Regions from separate parts of the Sus scrofa genome. Here region 1 is linked to region 2. A link is a contact called in public HiChIP or PLAC-seq data. All regions are on one chromosome and are shown on one strand. Each heading gives the region's core, a stretch centred on a gene start, on an enhancer-like site or on the middle of the called end of the contact. The rest is flanking DNA. Distances are from core to core; before and after follow the strand shown. Region 1 overlaps NCOA3 (nuclear receptor coactivator 3). Region 2 holds the start of NCOA3 (nuclear receptor coactivator 3).

Region 1 (4,799 bases), core at 1,314-3,813, 97 kb before region 2:
CCCAGAATCTCTCTCATTCATAGGAAGAGAGCTAAATTTAAGTTTCATAAACCTCATTTCGGCTTCATGCCCAAAAGCATACTCTCTAATCATACTTCTTCCTCCTCCTCACCACCACCATCCCAATGGTTTAAGCTAAAAAAGATGCTGACAAAAGATCATCATGGAAATATTCCCTGTTTGTATTTAACCTTAAGTCATTCTTTTTAGATCTCCCCTTCGCCCCTCTTTTATCTTGAATACTAAAATACTCCTAGTCATCTTTCAAGATCAAACTCAGCTATAACCTCTGGTGAAACCACTCCCAACTCTCCCAATCAGTAAGTTTCCCCTGCTTTATCCTTATGTGCTTTTCTATTTTTATGACATTTTACACAGTACACTCTATTCTTGCTCACTTTTCTACATTATAGGCTCTAAACCATTATAAATCTTGTTAGAGACTATTTTATTACAAATTCCTTCCTCTCTTTTACTACTACACCATTCCCCTTGTTCCTTTTTCCAATTCTAGTTGTTTCCCCTTTCCACACAATTAACTGTACTTCTTTTTTGGCTGGGGAGGGGGGCACACCCGCAGCATGGACAAGTTCCCCGGGCCAGGGACTGAACCCGCCACACAGCAGCGACCAAGACGCTGCAGTCACAACCCGGGATCCTTAACCTGCTGTGCGATGAGGGAACTCCCCATTAGCTATACTTCTGACCAACTCTACGATATTTGCAAAATACAGAGAAGGTGCAGGGGCAAGGAAAGGGATGACACACCTAAAAACCTTGTAGAAGTTTTGCTTCTTTCTAACATGTCATTTTTCACTTTGATATTCCCATACCAAAAAATACGGTGGCTTTAAGATCAAAATCAAACTCAGGAGTTTGAACACTTCATATGATTTACTATAATACAATAAAAAGACAGTGGGGCTTTGTTAGAATCAAACTTGAGAAGTGAATCCCCATTTCACTAAAAGGTAAACATTTATCTCCTACAAAAAGCTTGTCATCTGTAAATTTATTTGAAGTATAGTAAAAACCAGGGATAATTACATGTCACAACTTCTTATGTTTATTATGAGAATGAAAAGCAATACAAAGTAAGCAACTGGTGTAGGGAATAAAGGTGATCCCTCTGAGGCACACGATACCAAGAACAAAGATGTTCAGCAACACCAATTTTCTGCTCCCGTTTGAAAAGCAAGTAGTTACAAATATCACATACGGCAACAGATTTTAAAGATTCAGACAAATAAATGAGCCAGAACTATTCAGGCTATCCTCAACTTACAAATAGTTGACTAGAATTCAAAACATTCTCCCAGTGAAATAGTGACATGAGTGGCAGGTAGTAGCTAACGTGAGGCCATGAAAATAGGATCAAACTATCTCCATAGAAGTCTGTGTCTTAAGATACCCAGGTATAATCAGAGAATAAGTAGGTACCTTTTAGAAGATTCTGAAGAGGTTATCCAAGTACCTTCAAAGGACTACGTAAAAGCACACAGTGCTGGTTCTTTTTCATGGTCTCTCTTTATTTCGAGTTCGTGGTTTCATTTTTCTTTGATAGATATAAATGTCTCTATATCAAAAGTATTATTTATACTTAAGAATGTCTGTTGGCACATAATGAAAATATGAGCAGTAAAGAAAAAAAAGAGGAGAGAGAGTGTTTAGACCCCTTGAGGTAAGCAATAAAGCTCTGGACTAAGATAAGCGGTCAGAGTTAGAAGGGTGTGTGCACAGAAATAAAATCTGATATAACTTTAATTAATAAGCAAAGAAGATATAAAGGAGAGATGATCACAGCCTGTGCCCTATTCTCCCCTAATCCATTCTTTCTGACTCAGAGAAGATACTTTAAGAAATGTTGGAGTTCCCGTCGTGGCGCAGTGGTTAACGAATCCGACTAGGAACCATGAGGCTGTGGGTTCGGTCCCTGCCCTTGCTCAGTGGGTTAACGATCTGGTGTTGCCGTGAGCTGTGGTGTAGGTGGCAGACGAGGCTCGGATCCTGCGTTGCTGTGGCTCTGGCGTAGGCCGGTGGCTACAGCTCCGATTCAACCCCTAGCCTGGGAACCTCCATATGCCGCGGGAGCGGCCCAAGAAATAGCAACAATAACAACAACAACAACAACAACAACAAAAGACAAAAAAAAAAAAAAAGAAATGTTAAAACTTAAGAGCTCAAACTACTGCCTTTGGAATGGATAAGCAATGAGATCTTGCTATATAGCACTGGGAACTATATCTAGTCACTTATGATGGAGCATGATAATGTGAGAAAAAAGAATGTATGTATGTATGTGTGACTGGGTCACCTTGCTATACAGGAGAAAACTGACAGCACACTGTAAACCAGCTATAATGGAAAAAATAAAAATCATTATAAAATAAAAAAATAAATGAAATAAAACTTAAGAGCTGATATCATTAGCCACATGGTAATTCAATGGCTGAGAATAGCAAAGATGCTATAGGAAGTAGCACTAATCAAGCAGTGCATGATACATGCAATAGTCACCATGGGTCAACTACAAGACAGATATTCCTAATATGGAGTGCCTGCGCAGTTAAAAACAAAAAAACAAACCTTGAACAAGACACTTCCTCCTACAGTACTCAAGCTGGCCCTGCCCACCAATATCAAAAACATAAAGAAGCTACCCTGCAACAGTAACATCTCAAAAACTAACAATGTGGAAATGTGAAGCTGATAAAACACTTCAAATTAATTTTAGAAAGAAAAGGTATTGAAGGTAGAAAGAGAGAATAAGATATACCAAGGGAAAAGCATATCTTAGCTGGATTCCCTTCCCTAAAAGCAAAGAGGTGGGAGCAGATGATCTCTAAGTCTAGCAACACGACATGGCTGGCCTGACTCATGAGACTTCCTGGATGGGTCACCATCTAGACTACACGTTAGTCTGTGCTCAGTCCTTGCTGCTTCCAGTGCCTTTTTTCTTTTTCTGACCTCACAGCTTATTACTCTTCAGTGATTATAATTCCATCCTAGCCTAAATAACCTTAAATTCAAAAGAAGCTTTTTGAAAAATAATGCTTCTATATCCCCAAAAGTTGTATGTCTGATGAAAGATATATACTCTTCAAATCAATCTCCAAAAGGCACTACTGATTTCATGGACGACAATAATACAAATAACAAATGAGAGCAGGTACAGCAAAGTCCATGAAGAAAGTAAGAATGCACTCCTAAGATCATTTACCTGTCAAGGTTGTGTAGCACTGGTAGCAATGTCAAATATCAAAATCCAAACTAACTACAACTGCCTCCTTAGTCCCCTCCAAAACAGAGCTGCTATGCTACACGGAGCGAAAACTCTGTGCCTCTAGGTCAAGACTGTTCAAGGGAAGAAGTCTGCCGCAAGCAAGAATATAAACTACTGAGGAATCGGATGAAAAGATCCCTCAATCTAAATAAGACGTAGCTTGGTTTTGTTTTTTTTTTTTTTTGTTCAAAGGTCAGTTTGATGACTCATGACTTTAAAGAGCTTCTCTGTGTACTTCATAAAACCTGCCTATGCCTGTGGAGTAAATGAAGCTGGGAGCACCTCATTACCGTTAGAGAACATTTGAGGCAAAAAAAATAATTATGAACTCTTATAAAACCATTCATACAACTAAACTGGCTCAAATCAAAACCCACTTCGCCAAGTGTATTAAGAATGGTCAATAAGTACTAGGGGTGTAATATACAATATGACTATAACCCTGCTGCATGATAAAAAGGAAAGTTGTTAAAAGAGTAAATCCTTCAATTAAAAAAAAACTTTTAAGGCAAAAAAGTCAATCCTAAGAGTTCTCATCACAAGGAGGAAACTTTTTCTTCTTTCCTTTTTACTGTATTTGTATGAAATGACATGTTAGCTGAACCTGTTGTGGCAATCATTTTACAATATATGTAAAAGCATCACGGCACACCCCTTAAATTTATTCAGTGAAGTATTTCCATTATTTTTCAATAAAACTGAGGAGGTGGGAGGTTTTGGTTGTTTCCTTTTTTTTTTTTTTTTTCCAGTGGTCACTCTTCAACAGCCTGGGTGTTTTCCACACAAAGGAGATCATATTCCCTACGCCAGTGTGCTTAGGCAGAACTGTTGATTAAAACAGACAAGTTTTGGGTTTTTTTCCCCTTCAACAAGCTGATGACCCAGTGCTAGGGATCAACAAAACTAATACATGCAGAATCACAAATGTATCTTGTGCTATAAAAAGTCTCTACTGAAAATAACGGCTCATCCGTAATTTATTTATTTATTTTTTTGTCTTTTTGCTATTTCTTGGGCCGCTCCCGCGGCATATGGAGGTTCCCAGGCTAGGGGTAGAATCGGAGCTGTAGCCACCGGCCTACGCTAGAGCCACAGCAACGTGGGATCCGAGCCGCGTCTGCAACCTACACCATAGCTCACGGCAACACCTGATCGTCAACCCACTGAGCAAGGGCAGGGACCGAACCCACAACCTCATGGTTCCTAGTCGGATTCGTTAACCACTGCGCCACGACGGGAACTCCTCATCCGTAATTTAAAAGCGGGAACAACTGAGTACCACATGTCATACAAGCTATTCAAAGTCTAACCTTCAGTCAACCAGGTTCCTACTAATAAAAGAAAGAGATTCAGGTTAACAATAACGTGTGTCTCTCTCCCTTTCTTTTTTTTTTCTTTTAAATGGTCGTACCTACAGCACATGGAAGTTCCTAGCCCAGGGACTGAATCTGAGCCACAGCTGTGGCCTTGCCAAATCCTTTAACCCACTACGCAGGGCCACACCTCTGCAGTGACC
Region 2 (4,867 bases), core at 17-2,516:
CTGCAGCCAGGAACCGGTTAAGAGGATCCGAGACCAGGCGTCTGAATCAAGGAGATGCAGCAATTTCACTCACTACTACTACCACTCACTCATCTCATTCAACTCCATTTCAAACCACTGCAGCAAGACAGCTGGTACTGCCTTCCTGTTTCTTTACAGTACAGGCTTAATAACAAAAACAGGTTGGCTTTGAAGCGCTGCTCAAAAACTGCAAGAAGGAAGTCTTTACATTCGGAAGGGGGGGGGGGGTTTCGACTTCAAGAGCATTTCGTATCTTTCGTGTCTTTCCATTTGAGAAGCCCGAACGCCTCCTGTTTAGCGAGATTTCAAGACGATGCTCTCTCCCTCTCCCAACTGCTCTTTCGGTTAACTTTTCCATCCTGAATGTCCTCAAACTGCCTAGGAAGCAACTAAGCCCTCCAACAACTCATGGATTGTTTTTCTCAGGCATGGGCAAGACAGTTTATTTAAACCATCACAAATTGAATCAATGTACGTAAGAAGATTAGAGATGGAGAAGGGAAAAAAAGAGTAATTATAAAGACAGCCAAACCCCAAATTTAATTCACCAACTTCCACTTGCCATTTCCCAGCCTTCACACCAGAGGTAGCAAAACGCTTTTTTACTGAGAAAAACTGCTGAGAACCTACCCGTGCCCAAAATGGAAATCCCGCAGATAATTCGTGTTAAAATATCAAAAGTGCCCAAGTGTAGGAGGAAACACGGCAACAAAATCCAACCCGATTCTGAGTACGACTTGGAGACTGGGCTGGGGGGTCGGGGGGGGGGGCTGTGCGGCTTCCCCCGCCCCCTAGTTCTTCCGAATCAGTGCCCAGATAGCGGGAGGAGGGGGCGTGGGGAGCTTTCAAAAGCAGCCCCGAGCACTGGGGAAGGATAAAACTTTAGGGACAGGAGGAAAAAGTGCACCCCCACGGTGCCCCCAAACTCCTCGGGGTGACCCCTCCGCGCGGGGACCTCCCTGGTACCCCCGAGCTGCTGCAGCCCAGCCTCGACACCCTGCCTCCCGCCGCGGGCTGCCCCTACGCCGCGGGGAAGCGGCGCGGCCCCGACACCCCGAAACTACCTCCGCGCGCCCCCTGCTCGGCGCGCCCCTCAGCGTCTCCGCGGAGCCGGAGCCGCCGGCTCGCCGCAGCCAGAGGGACTCGCCCTCTTCCCTCCGCCTCGCACTCCACCCCCTCGCCGCCGCCACCGCTCTTCCTTTATCTCCACTCACCGCCCGCCGCCATTTTCCTCACAGCTCAGCTTTAAATCGGAAACTCGCCGCTCAGCGCTCAGCCCGCAGCCGCCGCTACCGCCGCCGCCGCCACCGACTCAGCCGCCGCGGCCGCCGCTGTCGCTGTGGAGGGGCTGAAGAGGCAGCGGCTGGAGCCACGGCGCGGGGGCCGCCGGGATATGTAGTCCCGCGGCCACGCCCAGCACTACCGGTCCCAGGGGGCCGTGCGCGGCCTGGGCGCTGGGGGGCCCCGCCCCATCGGGCTTCCGCGGCGCGAGGGCGTGGCCGGGGGGGGGACCTCGGGAAGGTTTTCGCTCACTTACCCCATGGGAGCAGCGGGGAGGTCCCCAGATCTGAAATGCAACCCTAGCCTTTCCATTAATTTTTTCATACTTGCTTTCTTCCAGTAATATCTAACATTATGGAGGGTTTACTGTGTGCCAAGCACTGATCCTGGAAAACATTATCCCTTAGGGACCACTATTAGCCTCATTGTTCAAATGAGCAAACTTGAGGCACAAGGTCAGAAGCCATAGGGCTGTTCATTAGATTCTAAAGTCATCTAAAGATGAAAGGTGGGGAGTTCCCGTCGTGGCGCATTGGTAACGAATCCGACTAGGAACCATGAGGTTGCGGCTTCGGTCCTGCCCTTGCTCAGTGGGTTAACGATCGGCGTTGCTGTGAGCTGTGGTGTAGGCCGCAGACGCGGCTCGGATCCCACGTTGCTGTGGCTCTGGCGTAGGCCGGTGGATTCAACCCCTAGCCTGGGAACCTCCATATGCCGTGGGAGCGGCCCAACCCACGGCCCAAGAAATAGCAAAAAAAAAAGACAAAAAAAAAGACAAAAAAAAGATGAAAGGTTGTTGGACATAGTATATTCACTGTGTATTCTGTCCGGAAGTATCATCTCACGGAGTACTATCACCTATAAAGGACAACAGCTTGCTTTACAGTGCAGTGATCTTAACCAAGTGATCATATCACCAGACACTATCACTTAGCATCACCAATAATGGATCAAAGTGATATTATGTGTCACCTGATATGACCTAATGAGGAAAACATTACGCACCCCCCCGGCCCCCGTAGTATTCTTGCCAAAATACAGGTAAGCTAAACATAACTATGAAAAAAACAATTATGCAAATCCAGAAATCGGGGCACAGTACAAATCCCTTGCCTGAACTCTTGAAAATTGTGAAGCATTAAAAAGGTGAAGTCAAATATAATAGGTGGGCCTTGACTGGATCCAGATTTTTTTGTTTGTTTAATGTAAAAAGGACTTTGGGGAGTTCCTATTGTGACTCAGCAGGTTAAGAACCCAACTAGTATCCATGAGGACACACGTTCGATCCCCGGCCTTGGTCAGTGGGTTAAGAATCCAGCATTGCCATGAGTTGTGGTGTAGGCTGGCAGCTACAGCTCTAATTCGACCCCTAGCCAGGGAACTTCCATATGCTGCAGTTGTGGCCCTAAAAAGACCAAAACAAAACAAAACAAAAAAGGATCTTGAGGGGAAATTTTAATATGGACTACATATTAGGAAATAATATTGAATCAGTATCAAATGTCTTCTTTTTTTCTTTTTAGGGCCACACCTGCGGCATTTGGAAGGTCCATGGCCAGGAGATGAATGGGAGCAGCAACTGCCAGCCTATGCCACAGCAATGCGGGATCCTTTAACCCAATGAGCAAGGCCAAGGATTGAACCCTTATCTTCAGGGATACTGGTAGGGGTCTTGACCCAAAGAGCCACAACAGGAACTCCTCAAATGTCTTGAATGTGACTAAAATAAAATAATTACTTGCTAGCTCCACCACTGCCATTTCCCATCTGGACTACAGCGGTAGCTTCCATTGCTGTTCTTCCTGCTTCCATCCTACTCTTTCCCCTGAAGTCAATGTTGCAGCCACAGGGATCCCGGTAAAAACCAAATCACTTTATGTCTATCTTCCAAACTCTATGCAGTTACCTGCAAAACCCCATAACCTGTCTCTGCCTTCCCCTTCCCTTTCTAAGCTCGTCTACTCACTGTTATGTTCCAGGAACTCTGGACTCCTTGGGGCCCCTGCAACATACCTAGCACACTCTGGCCTAAAAGATCTTGCATTCGCTATTTCATCTGCCTATTTCACTTTTCTTTCCAGAAAATCAAAATCACTCACTCCCTCATCCCCCCTATAGTCATTGTCCAAATGTCACTTCTTCAGTGAGCCCTTCCCTAATTTCTCTATTTTAAATTCCCACCCACTTTAATTCCAGTTTTCCCTACCTTTCTTCCTTGCTTCATTTCTCTTCATAGTACTTTTTTTTTTTTTTGCCACACCAGCAGCATGCAAAAGTTCCTGGGCCAGGGATTAAACCCATGCCCCAGCTGTAACCAGAGCCACAGCAGTGACAGTGCCAGATCCCTAACTCGCTGAGCCATGTGGGAACTCCCATAGTATTGTCTATCATTGGAAATGCCATGTATTTTTGTTTACTTATAGTGTGTATTATCTCCTTTCCTCTCTAGAATGAAAGCTCCGTGAAGGTAGGGTTTTTGGGTCTTTCGTTCTCTATTCTTAGTACCCACAACAGACCTTAGCAATACCATGAGCTCCGGATTTCTCTCACTGTGCAGCAGGTTAAGGGTCCAGCGTTGTCACTGCAGCAGCTTGGGTCCCTGCTGTGAGGTGGGTTAGATCCCTGGTTAGGGAACTTCCACCCCTCATCGAACAACAGATACTAAGTACTAGGTTTCATGTTGAGAATCCAGAGATGAAATACTAAGACCCTGGATGAACTTTCACCTGCACAACTGCAGCTGTTCCCCAGCCGTTCTCCTGGATTCTCCCATTAGTCATCCTATAAGCCACTCCCGACTCAGTGCCAAAGGGATCTTTGGAAAACCATACATTATATGATGTCACTTCCAACATATTCCAATGGCATCCCAAGGCATTTGGGATAAAACCCAGATCCTAATTGATTTGGCCTCGGCTTCCCTCTCTGATCTCAAGTAATACATCTCTTCTCATTTCTTAACCCCACACCAGACACTAACATTCCTGATGTTTCCTGAACATACCAAGCATGCCTCTGTGCCTTTTGCTTGCTATTCCCTTTGCTGTCTGGAATTTTCTTTCTTCCTGGCTTGCCCCCTATTGTCACTTAGATCTCTGCTGAAATGTCTCCTCCTTAGGTAAATCTTCTAAAGCAACACACACACACACACCAGAGTCACATCACCTTGCTTTATTTTCTTCATAATGATTAACAGTATCTGATTTTTTTTTTTTTTTGGTCTTTTTAGGGCTGCACCTGTGGCATATGGAGGTTTCCAGGCTAGGGGTGGAATCAGAGTTGTAGCTGCTGGCCTACACCACACCCACAGCAACGTGGGATCCAAGCCACTCTGCAACATACACCACAGCTCACAGCAACACCGGATCCTTAACCCACTGAGCAAGGCCAGGGATCGAACCTGAGTCCTCATGGTTACTAGTCAGATTCATTTCCACTGAGCCATGACGGGAACTCCCTGAATTTTTTTTTTAATTGTCTCCCTCTCTAGACTATAAGCTCACAGAGAGCAGGGAATTTGTTTAATTCACTGCAGTGTCTCCAGCACCTAGATTACAGTCTGACC

The links. HiChIP or PLAC-seq counts read pairs in DNA pulled down with a chosen protein or histone mark.
Region 1: a contact with region 2 is called in an H3K27ac HiChIP or PLAC-seq map of alveolar macrophages. The contact joins the enhancer-like site here to the promoter of NCOA3 in region 2. A contact is called at or near these places in 1 of 5 promoter capture datasets (liver), 12 of 47 Hi-C or Micro-C datasets (alveolar macrophages, embryonic fibroblasts, epiblast stem cells and 5 more) and 2 of 2 datasets of contacts at active chromatin or transcription factors (alveolar macrophages and skeletal muscle).

Annotation. Positions count from the first base shown.
Region 1 is chr17:49,623,230-49,628,028 of Sscrofa11.1, reverse strand. The region is part of intron 2 of NCOA3 (nuclear receptor coactivator 3); the gene reads right to left. Among named protein-coding and RNA genes, the nearest start is that of NCOA3, 97 kb to the right of the region's middle. Within about 2 kb of position 2,563, at least 18 of the 83 cell types and tissues checked have an H3K27ac peak or open chromatin away from gene starts, as enhancers often do. A contact at or near this core is called in alveolar macrophages and embryonic fibroblasts, where this site is marked.
Region 2 is chr17:49,524,674-49,529,540 of Sscrofa11.1, reverse strand. It overlaps NCOA3 (nuclear receptor coactivator 3), which reads right to left and starts at 1,266. Exons shown (of 25, transcript NM_001114276.1): 1 at 1,236-1,266.